2 separate regions of the Oryctolagus cuniculus genome follow, and region 1 is linked to region 2. A link is a contact called in public Hi-C data. All regions are on one chromosome and are shown on one strand. Each heading gives the region's core, a stretch centred on a gene start, on an enhancer-like site or on the middle of the called end of the contact. The rest is flanking DNA. Distances are from core to core; before and after follow the strand shown. Region 1 has its middle 110 kb from the start of DPH5. Region 2 holds the start of S1PR1 (sphingosine-1-phosphate receptor 1).

The links. A called contact is a pair of places that touch in the nucleus more often than the background predicts.
Region 1: a contact with region 2 is called in a Hi-C map of liver, with 5 times the contacts expected there. The contact joins the enhancer-like site here to the promoter of S1PR1 in region 2. A contact is called at or near these places in 2 of 6 Hi-C or Micro-C datasets (liver and an unstated tissue).

What each region holds. Positions count from the first base shown.
Region 1 is chr7:69,197,669-69,203,743 of mOryCun1.1, forward strand. No RefSeq gene overlaps it. Among named protein-coding and RNA genes, the nearest start is that of DPH5, 110 kb to the right of the region's middle. Within about 2 kb of position 3,128, at least 1 of the 8 cell types and tissues checked has an H3K27ac peak or open chromatin away from gene starts, as enhancers often do.
Region 2 is chr7:69,070,098-69,076,184 of mOryCun1.1, forward strand. It overlaps S1PR1 (sphingosine-1-phosphate receptor 1), which reads right to left and starts at 4,370. Exons shown (of 1, transcript NM_001198946.1): 1 at 3,222-4,370. The coding sequence starts at 4,370. The coding sequence ends at 3,222.

The sequences.
Region 1 (6,075 bases), core at 1,878-4,377, 130 kb after region 2:
CAAACACTCTGAAGCCCAGACACAGCTCCCGCAGGTTCTCAGGTCTCAGCTAGCACTTTCTTCAAAACAGTGCTTTCACGCCTTTTGAGTAGTAGCCTAAACTTAAAAATGATGACATTTGAATAGTATGCTGAGGTCAACAGAAACAACTGCTTGAGGTTAGAAACAATGAACTGAGGTTCTGGCTACTGCCACTACCTAGGGGTGCCAAAGGTTAGAGGGATTAAGTATCTTGGGGCACCTGTGATTGAAGAGTAAAAATATTTGTTCTGTAGTTTGAAGGGGAAAGTCTAACAGCAAGGCAGAGAGTAAACAGGAGGCCAACAGATCAGCTGGAAGAGCACCAGAGGCCATCAGTGCTCGTCATGTGGCACTGATGGGGAGGAGAGAAAAAAGAAGGCATTCTAGGGTTTGTAAAGTCAGAATCAAAAGCTTTGGTGCCAGTGGTGACTATAGAGTCTTTACATACAGGAGCTTCAAGTAGGTTTGAAGAAGGAGTAGGGGGTTTGGAAAACCATCAAATGTGTCTGTATTTACTGTTCACGATGCAAGCTAAGTCTTAGGGATCTATGAGAAATAACAGACAAAATGATTTAACTGAAGCCCATGATGTTTTAAAAACTCAAATGCAAACACGATAAAAATCAGTTGTCTTCTTGTAACCCAAATGCTGCAGAAGGTTTGAACCCCATGAAAGGTGACTTGATAAAGAGCAGCTTTGTTTAAAATGTTTCACACACTTAACAGAAAGTCCGAGAAAGATTTTCATTTTAGATATTTGATGTCTTATGTATTTTTATAAACACTGGCTTACGAACATAAGGGCTTTTTTCCCCCTCCCTTCATCATCATATTTTAGTTTTATCTGATCGAAAGGGTGTGGCTCATGATCCACAGCAACCACTAAGCCACCTGAGAAGGAGCAGCAGAGGGTGTGAAAGTCTTTCAAGTGTGTAGGAGTGCACACAAATCAAGTAGATTATGCCCACTGCTCTTATACTCGCTGCTGTGAACATTAATAATCTAAATAAAAATTCATCCATTAAGCACTTCTCCTGTATTATTATTTTTATTTGTCAACATGGAGGTGGCATAAATAAGAATTTATTTTCTTTTTTTCTAAATGAAACTGTTGGGATCTACCTCTTTCCTCTTTTAAAACTAATTCAGAGTTTTATAAGGTTTTTTTTTCCTATAAATAATTGCGTGGATAATTTGAATTTTGTCCCTACTGGAATTAAAGCATAGAATTCCTTGAACCCTGGCAGTTAAGAACTCAGGGGACCCTCAAAAGAGTAGACTGCAGTTTAGGAAGGGGGAATGCTTACTGTACTTGGTTTGTGACCTGGTGCTTTGCTGTTATCTGCTACAGGCAGCTGTTGTACATTTTCTGCCCAATTCATTTGAAGACTATAAAAAAAAAAAAAGAAAAAAGAAGAACACCCTGAAGTCAGATGCATGTGAAAGCAATGCTGAACATGTCAACAAAGAGAATGAGCTTGATCTATTGCGTACCTCACAAGGAGTGAAGAAACAAAGCAGGAAAATGGAGTGGTTTCAGAAAGATCTTATCCCAATTTACAGAAGCAAGGAAGCTCAACCCTCAGAGACTCAGAGGGAGCAGGCATTAGGTGGATTCTCCTGCAAAGTGCCCCTACACGGAGAGAAAGGCAAATCTGCATACATATACAATGCATGCAGCACTTCCTCCTCTTACAAAAGCTATTGTGAAGATGTGCTTCTATGCCAGGCTAATTGTGGCTACTGTACGTGTGACTGAATCAAACAAGGGAAGACACCCCAAACAGAAGGTAGTATGTCACTGTGCTTCACTAAGCAAGGCAGACATGCAGAGTGCTTGTAATCAGATTCCCCAGAAGTCCAAGTCCTATCAAAAAGGGGCCCTGAAAAATACACATAGCCTGTAACAGCCACTATTTTGACCTGATTCCCACTCCTGGGTTTTCCAAATTTGTCAACATTATGCCATGGTTGAAAACAAGCTTTTATTAAGGATAACCAATCTTTCAGTACTAAAATAATTTTTCCAGGTGTCAGGATGGGATTAAATTCCATCAAAGACCCTTAATATTGGTGATCCATACACATGTTCCACACAGATTCTTAGAAGCAGTAGGCTATCATACTGACATTCACAAACAGGAAGTATAAAACTAGGAATACTACAAGCTGTAAATGTCCAAGGCCCAAACCATAATAGCATTGCAATGAGAACTAAGGCTACTTTCTGATGCTTTTACAGCAGGATCTGTGATCAGATCAGACAACATTATTCAGTAACAGAAGCAGAGATCTATTTTTCTTTGTTTTTTTTTTTATTAAACGAGAGATAAGAGTTAATTTTCTTCAGTGGTGCATCTGCAAATTCTCCATATCAAGGGGAGTCCTATATATTAAAAAATTAAAGGCAATATTGGAAGAATAATTTTTGTTATGAAAACAAAGACCTAGAATTATAGTATTTGGTATGTAAAATTCAAGTGGCCCTTTTTTCCTGACTATCAAAAATTAGGATATTATATTTTTATTTTAATAGACAAGTATGACCACAAGTTAGCCTTGATTAAAAATATTATCTTTTAGGCAATTCCATAGCACATAACTAGGAAGAGAGTTAGGGAAAAGATGACTAAGATGGAATATCAGCTATTAATGTAGGCTGATAATTTTTATATTCAAAATCAACAAATAAATTCCAACCTTTCATTTCAATCCTGTTCATCACCTTTCTCAATGTGGCTAAATCCATAATTGAAAGCAAATAGAAATACAAATATGTTAAGCTTTGGTTGAAACTCCAAAACTAGAAACATATGCATATTTTACTAGTATATTTGGGAAAAATAGCTTTGATTGAATGAATTCTCTAGATTAACAAAGATAAGAAAACATTTTTTTTTCACCTATATAGTGAAAAACCTAGCTAAAATATTGTACTTTACTAATAGAAAGAATATGATGACCATCTATAAGTGATTCTTGCTATTAAAATGCTGGAGATTTCACTTTTTCCATTTCTTCATTTGAAACACATTTACTGAGCATTTTGTATGTGTCAGGCAGTGTTCTGGGATAAGCTTTATTTAATGATTTGTCATATGTAGCCTAGAAGGCAGTCTAGACAACACAGCTCAGTGTGTGGGTGTGCAGATTCCAAAATATACCTTAGAAACACCACTTAAAAGATTCCTGTCAGCTTGACTTTAGTGGTATAGCTATCCCTGAAGGTTTCCTATGCCTGCAGGCTCTTCAACAACTTAATTGAAGATCCTGGTTGATCTCTGTTTCATTGCAGTGTGAGATAATTTGGTAAAGCAATTACTACAGCACTGGAACAAGAGATGATTTGTGCATGATTGGCAGAACTGCACAACGTAAACAGCATCTTTCTTCACTGTCTATGTAAAAACAAGTCATCTTGCATAGAAAGGATAAGCAGTGGGACTTCAAAACAGCACAGCTTCAAGGGTCAGAAAAACGTGACCACTGACTATTGGGTAACGTCAAATTTTTTTAGCTTTCGTGTCCCTATCTGAAAAAGATAATGGAATAATGTCCATCTCAGTTATTCTGAATATTTGCTATGATAATCCATTCAACAAATATTCACCAAGTACTTTATCCTGAGGGCAAAGGAAAATCATTGTAGGTCTTAAATAAGTGGTAACATAATTATATTTGAACTTTGGAAATTTCTCTCTGGCTGCAGTATGGCAAATGAATGAAGATAAGAGTGGTAGGAGGGGGCCGGCGCTGCGGCTCACTAGGCTAATCCTCCGCCTTGCGGCGCCAGCACACTGGGTTCTAGTCCCGGTCGGGGTGCCGGATTCTGTCCCGGTTGCCCCTCTTCCATCAGCTCTCTGCTGTGGCCCGGGAGGGCAGTGGAGGATGGCCCAAGTGCTTGGGCCCTGCACCCCATGGGAGACCAGGATAAGCACCTGGCTCCTGCCATCGGATCAGCATGGTGCGCCGGCCGTGGCGGCCATTGGAGGGTGAACCAACAGCAAAAGGAAGACCTTTCTCTCTGTCTCTTTCTCTCACTGTCCACTCTGCCTGTCAAAAAAAAAAAAAAAAAAAAAAAAAAGAGTGGTAGGAGGGAAACCTATTATGGTCTTATTATTAAGAGACAAGTGTGACCTTCATGGAAGCAGAGGCAGCAATGAAGAGGAGAAATAAACCTAATTGAGCATTATTAAAAACCTTTAAAAATAGTATCTAGACAGGCTGGATACATGAGACAAGTGTAAGGTACAAAAAGGAACATCTAGGTTCTCACTTGTTTATATGAGAGAATGGTGCTGCCATTAACCAGGAGAGTTCATAAGAAATGCCGCAGATCTGTGGAAAAAATGACAAATTCTGTTCTAAACAGGTTGCGCCTGAAGTCCCAGTGAGATTTTCCAAGTAGCAATACAAAAGTTGTGACTAGAAATACAAGGCTGGAGGTGCTGTCACAGGGTACAACAATTGAGACACAACCTGAGATGCCCACCTTCCACACTGCAGTGCCTAGGTTCGAGTCCTGGCTTTGCTTCTGATTCCAGCTTCCTGCTAGTGTGCACCTTGGGTAGCAGCAGTTGATGGTATTTGCATAAAACTTATGCACATCCTCTCATATATTTTTAACTTGGTTACTTTTAATACCTCCAAATGGCATTAAATAGTTGTTCTACTGTATTGTTCAGGGAATAATGATGGGAGAAGGGGTCTGTACCTGTTCAGAACAGTTAGGTCACTGTTACCCACATGGGAAACCTGTATTAAGTTCTGAACTCCTGGTTTCAGCCTGGCCCAGCTTTGGCTGTTGCAGATATTTGGGGAGTGAACCACAGATGGAAGATCCCTTCCCGCCTGCCCCCATTCAAATAAATAATTTAAAAAATATATAGAACCAGAGATACTATGGGAGAATACAATACAGAGTAGAAAGTAACAGTGGATGTTACTGGGCAGGCCTCCTAATCTCTGATTCTCCCACTGGTCTGGAAACCCCCGCAGCTCAGAGACCATGAGCAATTCACTACAGTGTTCTGTAGGTAATCATTTGGAACTGTTTTTGTAACCACTAGCCCTACCTGAAAAGCCCATCTAATATCTTGTCTCAGTTCCTTATTTTTTCCCAGTGCTGCTCAAAAAGCATCTCTCTATGGTCCCCTTCCATTAGTCCATGTACTAGTTTTCATCTATGGGTTTCTTAGAAGTTCAAAGTTCTGTATTTGTATTTTAAGACATGCTTAAAGTATTCACGCTCTCTCACTTCAGTTTTTCCATACAGCTGTTGAACCTAACTTGTCCCTTGGCATTCCTGGAGGATTGGTTTCCCCCCAAAATACCAAAATTTAGAGGTCCCAAGAGGTTATAGTTCTTTATATTAAGTGGTACAGTATTTGCATATAACTTATGCACCTCCTCTCATATATTTTTAACTTGGTTACTTTTAATACCTCCAATGGTATTAAATAGTTGTTCTACTGTATTATTCAGGGAATAATGATGGGAGAAGGGGTCTGTACCTGTTCAGAACAAATGTAATTATTTCCCAAATATTTTCCATCTGCAGTTGGTGGAATCCATGGTGTGGAAGGCCAAGTGCACATCATAACTGGGCAAGAGTATTCAAGCCAGAGAAGACACAGTGGCTCTGAGACGGAATACACTGGTTGTATTCAAGGCCAATGTGGAGCTCAGCCCAGAGAAGGAACAGTGGCATGAGAAGATGCTAGAGACTGAGAGGAGCAACCAGGAGTCACAGGAGGAAGGTGCAAAAGTCCAGAAGTAAGGCCATCACTTACTCGGAGAATTGCAATTTCAGTGATTCAACGAGTAAAGGATAGAGGCTAAAGAAGTATTTGTTGTGGGAAGAGCTTCATATCATGAAGAAGCCTATAAACCATGTGAGGAAGTATGGACCTCAGCCTGCCAGCAGTGGGAAACTGTTAAAGAGTTTTGTATGAGATATTTGAAGTTTATACAAAGATCCCACTAGCTGTCATGTAGAGAATGGACTGCATGAGAAAAGAGTGGCATCAGCTCGAAGGCTGTAGGTAGCTCAAA
Region 2 (6,087 bases), core at 3,120-5,619:
TACTATAAACTTTTGAATTTCTAATATCACTAGATTAACTATCATTATAGAACTAAATTTTTCTCCCTACAGGGAGTCTAAAAAGCAAGAACAAGAATTTGTCTTTATTTAAGATTTTCATTAGAAGATCTGTAAAATTATAATCACATTTAATGTTATTGGGAATAAAATGCTATGTGATGACATTCCATACCATTTCAAAACATTTCCTGATATTTTGAGCCAAGCTGAACTTATTACAGGAATATATCAAGTATTGCCCAGATTGTCTGTTTTCTCCCTTCAAAAACCACTGCATGTTTAATCAAAACTTAATATGTGTATTTTAGTATAAACATATAATTACTGGGATTTTTTTTTCCTCAGCCTCATTTCTCAGAATATACTCAATGAAAACCAGATACTCATGTTGGGATACAACCATGTATCTTGCCTCTAAATCTTGCTTCAGGGCCAGAACTGGGCCAAGCCACACATCTGCCCAGGCCAGCCACAGCCCACAGTGGTCAGCTTTCTTGCAATGAACTGCACTGTCAGGGTTTCCAGGGAAAGAGCACATCTAATCCTTGGATGATGTGCTCACAGGTGGGCGAGTGAGGGTGTCTGCCCTGTCACCAATGACCTGCCCATTCTTCTCCAACACTAGCAGCCCTGACCTCTTTTCCCCCATGCTGTGAGTCACCAACTGTTCTTCTAAAGGTAAGTCCGAATGTATGAACATGTTATCTTCCATAAAAACACCAAGTGGACTTGCTTTTCCATTATGCTTGACTCCGTACTGAAAGCTCTAGGAAGTGAGTGTAACATGAAGTCATTCCTTCCGTCTCAGCAGACAGATGGAGAGACATTCCAGTTCGTTTCCAGCCTTTTGTCTTTGGAGCATTTTTGGCATTTCCTTCAGGAAACTGGAGGTGATGACCTCAGGTTTCCGTAGTGAACACACTTCTGTTTCCCACAGTTAACCTTACCCAGAAATGACATCTACACTATTAGGTAAAGTTTATCTTCATGCCCCAACTGTGTCCTGTGCATATTCAATGACACTTGAAAGCACAAATGCTCGAAGTAACAATAGGACGGGAGACTCAAACACACCAAAATACTTTGATTTTCTCCCCAGCACAACAGTATCGAAACGAGAATTGACTATTAATATAACACTCTGATGCTTGCTGTGTGCTCTGGCTTTCATTTTATAGTTGGAGAAATTGAAAGCCAAGAGGGTTAAAGCTTTCCAATACTGTGAACTGAATTTTATTGCAGATAAAAGGTGCTGTGCTACACAGCCTACATTCTGCAACTTGCTTATCCTTTGACATTCCTTACTTCCATATTGTCCCAGAGAAGTCCAGACGGTGTCCAAAATAAATAAATAAAGCCAAGTTAATATTATTTCCTTTATCTATATCTTCATTCAGCATATTGATGAAGTGCCGAGAGTACACATTTTGGTTGATGAGTTCAAACTGAATATAATTTAAATTAGATTTACAATCACATTGGTGTATATTAGCTTATGACAGAATTCCTGTAGCTAATTTAGTTAGGTTTTACCTAATTATATTTACTTGCTAACAGGGTATTCAGAAAGTTGGTGGTTTTATCTCATTCTTTAGTACTCTTCAATGTTAACTCATTGAGGTTTCTCTTCCTGAAAAAGATACAGTGGTTTCTAAACAAACCACATCTTTTTCATGCCATAGTTTATCAAGGTGAAATCCTTTAAAGAAAAACAGAAGTTTGTACTTAGGTATGTTTCCAAAGATCTTCAAGGTCAAAGAGAATGTCTCAGTAATTGTTTTCAAAAATGCTCTTCACAAAGGGATCTTTAAAAAAATCAGTTTATTAATGTTTAAAAGTCGATAAAGCTATGTGCAAAATGATTCACAAAAGTCAGAAACCTATTAAATACTATTTTTTAAAAAAGACATTTCTTGGTTTAATTGCACTGAAAATCAAACTAAAGAGACAGTAATATATTTTTATTCTTTCTTTGTGACACTTATACACATCTTCAATTACTATCTAATGAACAACTGTACTGAAAAAGTTCTGGTGTTCCCTATCAGTTAAAGTAATGCTTTCAAGGGCACAAGAGGGTGGTATTTTCTTAAGAAATACACATTCAATGGTGTTAACACAGGTTAGAAAAATCCAATAAAAAGACATCTGCTGAAACAAATACATTCAAAAATCATGAAAAGTTCTTTTAACACAACAAAACACAACCATCTTGTTGGTTAAAATGAATCACGTAACACTCTGAAATAAACATCAACAAAAGTGCCAAAGACAGCTGTTGTATTTGTTAGACAAAGTCATTAAGAAATCTCTCTTGGTTTACAAAAGTTAACTCCCAGTCAGTTTTCACCTTGTTTTGCTTGCTTGTTTCTCCCATAGCACTAAGGCTCCTGGCTGATATCACTGAAAGTGGACTTCTTCGAGCGAATTACAGCCACAATGGACATGATGCGGGAACATTTCATTGTAAAGACGGTTTTGTTTTTCGTTGTTTTTTAAAGAATCAAAGTGACTTCAACCAAATTCCAAGAAACTGATCCAGCTCACATGGAAACTTTGGCCTCAGCATGTGAAATTGCTTTACATCTCCAACCAACTCCCTGCCTACCTACTCAACACAGCCTACCTGCTACAGATCATCAACAAATGGCCCTGGGGCCACCGCCTCAGCTCTGGCCAATACCAGGAGGCTAAGATACAAAGTAAAGGAGTTGGAGGAGGGGCGTGAAGGGGAAGGGAGGGAGGGATGTGCGGAGCATCCCAAAACAAGCAGAAGTGCACACGCTCACTCGGATTTGGAACTCAAGTGAAAGAAAACATCTTTCCAACACTCCAGACAGACGGACGCTTTCTCATGGGGACGTTAGTCTTTGAGGAGGGGCCAAAAGAACCCTTCGGGAGCTTGACAATGCTAGACCTTTGGCTCAGTGCAAAATCAAAGCTCCAGTGGGGAGGAAACAGACTCCAGGCCGGCCCGATCTCCACCCTTCCCAGTGCATTGTTCAGGGGAGCTACTGCTACCACAAACACGAGGCACCGCCACGATGCTGCGGTTTCCCCCCTCCTCCATCCCTCTGGCTCGCAGCAGCTCCTCCCTGGCAACAGTCGAGGCCCAGAGACGGTCCCCCTACCCCCACCCCCGACGCCGGGTGGTGGGCGACCATGTAACAGTGCTTCCCACGGGTTGGCAGCTGTCCGTTTTAGGAGGACGAGTTGACGTTGCCAGAAGACATGATGGTCTCGGGGTTGTCCCCATCGTCCTTCTGGGGGTGGGAGGAGTTGTCCGATTTACTGCGACTGAATTCCACGCCCGCGATGATGGGGCGCTTGAACTTGCCGGCCGAGTCTCCGCTGGGACACTTGCAGCAGGACATGATCCGGATGAAGGCCCGGCGCATCTCCTTGTTGGTCAGCGTGTAAATGATGGGGTTGGTGCCGGAGTTGAGCACAGCCAGCACCAGGAAGTACTCCGCTTTGAAGAGGATGTCGCAGGTCTTCACCTTGCAGCCCACGTCCAGCAGAAGCAGGATGAAGAGCGGGGCCCAGCAGGCGATGAAGACGCTCAGGACGATGATGACGGTCTTGAGCAGCGCCAGCGACTTCTCCGAGCTGCGGCTGGCCTTGGAAATGTTCTTGCGGAAGGTCAGCCGGCGGCTCCGAGTCCTGACCAGGGAGTAGATCCTGCAGTACAGGATGACGATGGAGAGCAGGAGCAGGGTGAAGACGGTGGTGCAGAAGAGGATATAGTGCTTGTGGTAGAGCGGCAACACGGTGGAGCAGCTGGACAGCGTGCTGATGCAGTTCCAGCCCATGATGGGCAGGCCACCCAGGATGAGCGAGATGACCCAGCAGGCGCTGATGAGCAGGAAGGAGCGGAAGCTGTTGCTGCCATTGTGCAGCTTCATCTTCAGCATGGTGATGTAGCGCTCGATGGCGATGGCCAGCAGGCTGAACACCGACGCAGAGAGCGCCACAAACATACTCCCTTCCCGCAGGAACCACTGCGCCGGCGTCAGCTTGTAGGTGGTGGCCCCCGACAAGAGCAGGTTGGCGGTGTAGGCCACTCCCGCCAACAGGTCTGAGAGGGCCAGGTTGCCAATAAAGTAGTACATGGGGCGGTGGAATTTCTTGGTTTTCCAAATGGTCAGCAAGACAAAGATGTTCTCCAGGATGATGAAGCAGCAGATGAGAATGAAAACCACCGAAGTCAGCTTAATGCCATTCTCCTTGTCCGCGCTGATGTTCAGCTTCCCCGTGTAATTGTAATGCCGCACGATGATATCGTAGTTGACATAGTCGGAGACCGAGTTGCGGAGGGCCTTGACCAGCGGGATGTTGGTGGGCCCCATGGTACCCGCTCTGTCTCCGCGCCACGAACCCGGGGAGCTCTTCTCCGGACGAGCGCTAGAGGGCGAGGCTGAGGCACGAGCTGTCACCCGCTGCCGGGGAGGTTCAGGGAGCAATCCAGGCTTTTTTGTGCAGCCTTGCCTTGCCTGGGGAGAGCCTCAGAAACCGCAGCCTGAAACAAGTCACAAAGAGGAAGGAGTCAGGCAGAAAGCCACAGCACACTGGTATAATTCATTCTGGCCAAGGCACTGCTCCAGTTTTGTTCTTGTTGATTTGGTTTAGGGAAACGTAGGGAGGGGAACTTTTTTGTTAAATAAATTTCTTGCAAAAAGGGGGGTGGGGCCGTTGGGGGTAGGGGCGAGGGGAAACAGAGGAAGAAAGCCCAAACATTTACCCAAGCTGAAAATTCCAAACAGAAGAGACGAAAACTCTCTCCCTATTGTCACAGCCGCTCAAATGGAAATGGGAAACCTGGGGTGCATGGCGGAAGGAGTAGGGGTGGGGAGGCGCCCCATTCGGACTCCACTCTCGCCTGCTCGCCCCACCCTCGACGCCCTGATTTCCATTCGGGAGATTCTCCGAAGCCGCCACCAGCTCAGCTGTGCGCTCACCACCAGCTCACGGCCTCTCCTCGGAAGACACTTAACCGCCAGCCACAGGGTGGAGACGCACACCTCTTCCCTTGCCCCACTTTACCCCCCACCCACGCCAAGCTCAAGGACGCAAGCACCACCTCCTAATTGCCATGCAAGAAATTAGATTTGCACGAAAATCATTTGACAGCGCAAGTCATTTTTTGGACTCTATTAATAACTCTCTAGGAGCAGGTGTGCTTAGGGTCGGAGGGCGCAGCGAGGTGTGGGCAGGCGGGTCCGCCCCATCTTGCGGTAAACAGGAAAGCTTAGCGCCTCCGTGAAGCAACTGCCTTTTCTACCTTCTTCTTTTTTTTCCCGCAAGTCAGTGCAAGTAAATTTAAAGGCGCTCAGTGCAAACCATTCATAAGAGATTGCAGCAAATCTCATAAGTTTTGCACATCGGTTGATTGCATAAATATTTTAGGGTTAGTATCACACGAGAGAGAGAAACAGAGGGGAGAGAGGGAGGGAGAGAGAGAGAGAGAGAAAGTTACAGGGCTAAAGATAACAACAGTTCATGCCACCGCATTCCTAATCTCCAATGCAAAAGCGCTCTCCAAAAAGGCGCCCACACAGACGTCTAGGGCATTGCTAAACTCGCCGGCGCAGCCTCATTTACGGCTGCCCTCCAACGCTCTGCCTCCTTTAAACACCCAGAAACTGAAGGGAATGACGCCCAGCAGCAATCTGCAAAAGTCTCTTTCAAGTTGGTTAAAAGTTTCAAGGTAAGGTTGCAAAGAAAAAGTGCAGTAAAGGCGGCGGGAGCGAAGCAGGCAGAGCTAGCTCGCGCCCAGAGGCTCCGCATTTCCATCTCATTCGACACCCCGCGCGCGGGCAGGACAAGTTTAAGTCATCGCCGTGTCCCGCATATTCTTTGTCTAAAGGCTTTCCAAAAATAAGCGCCTTCCCTGTCTTCCCACCAACCGCGGCGTCCGCTCGCCATTCCCACTCCCAGTCTGTTCGACTATTAGGAATTCGGAACTAGCCCTTTTCCAAACTCCAGGCACCAGCAGTACCGCCCCTCGCCCCCCGCGCCCGCGCCCCGAACAATCCGATGGAGCTGGGCTCCTGGGTAGCACCAGAG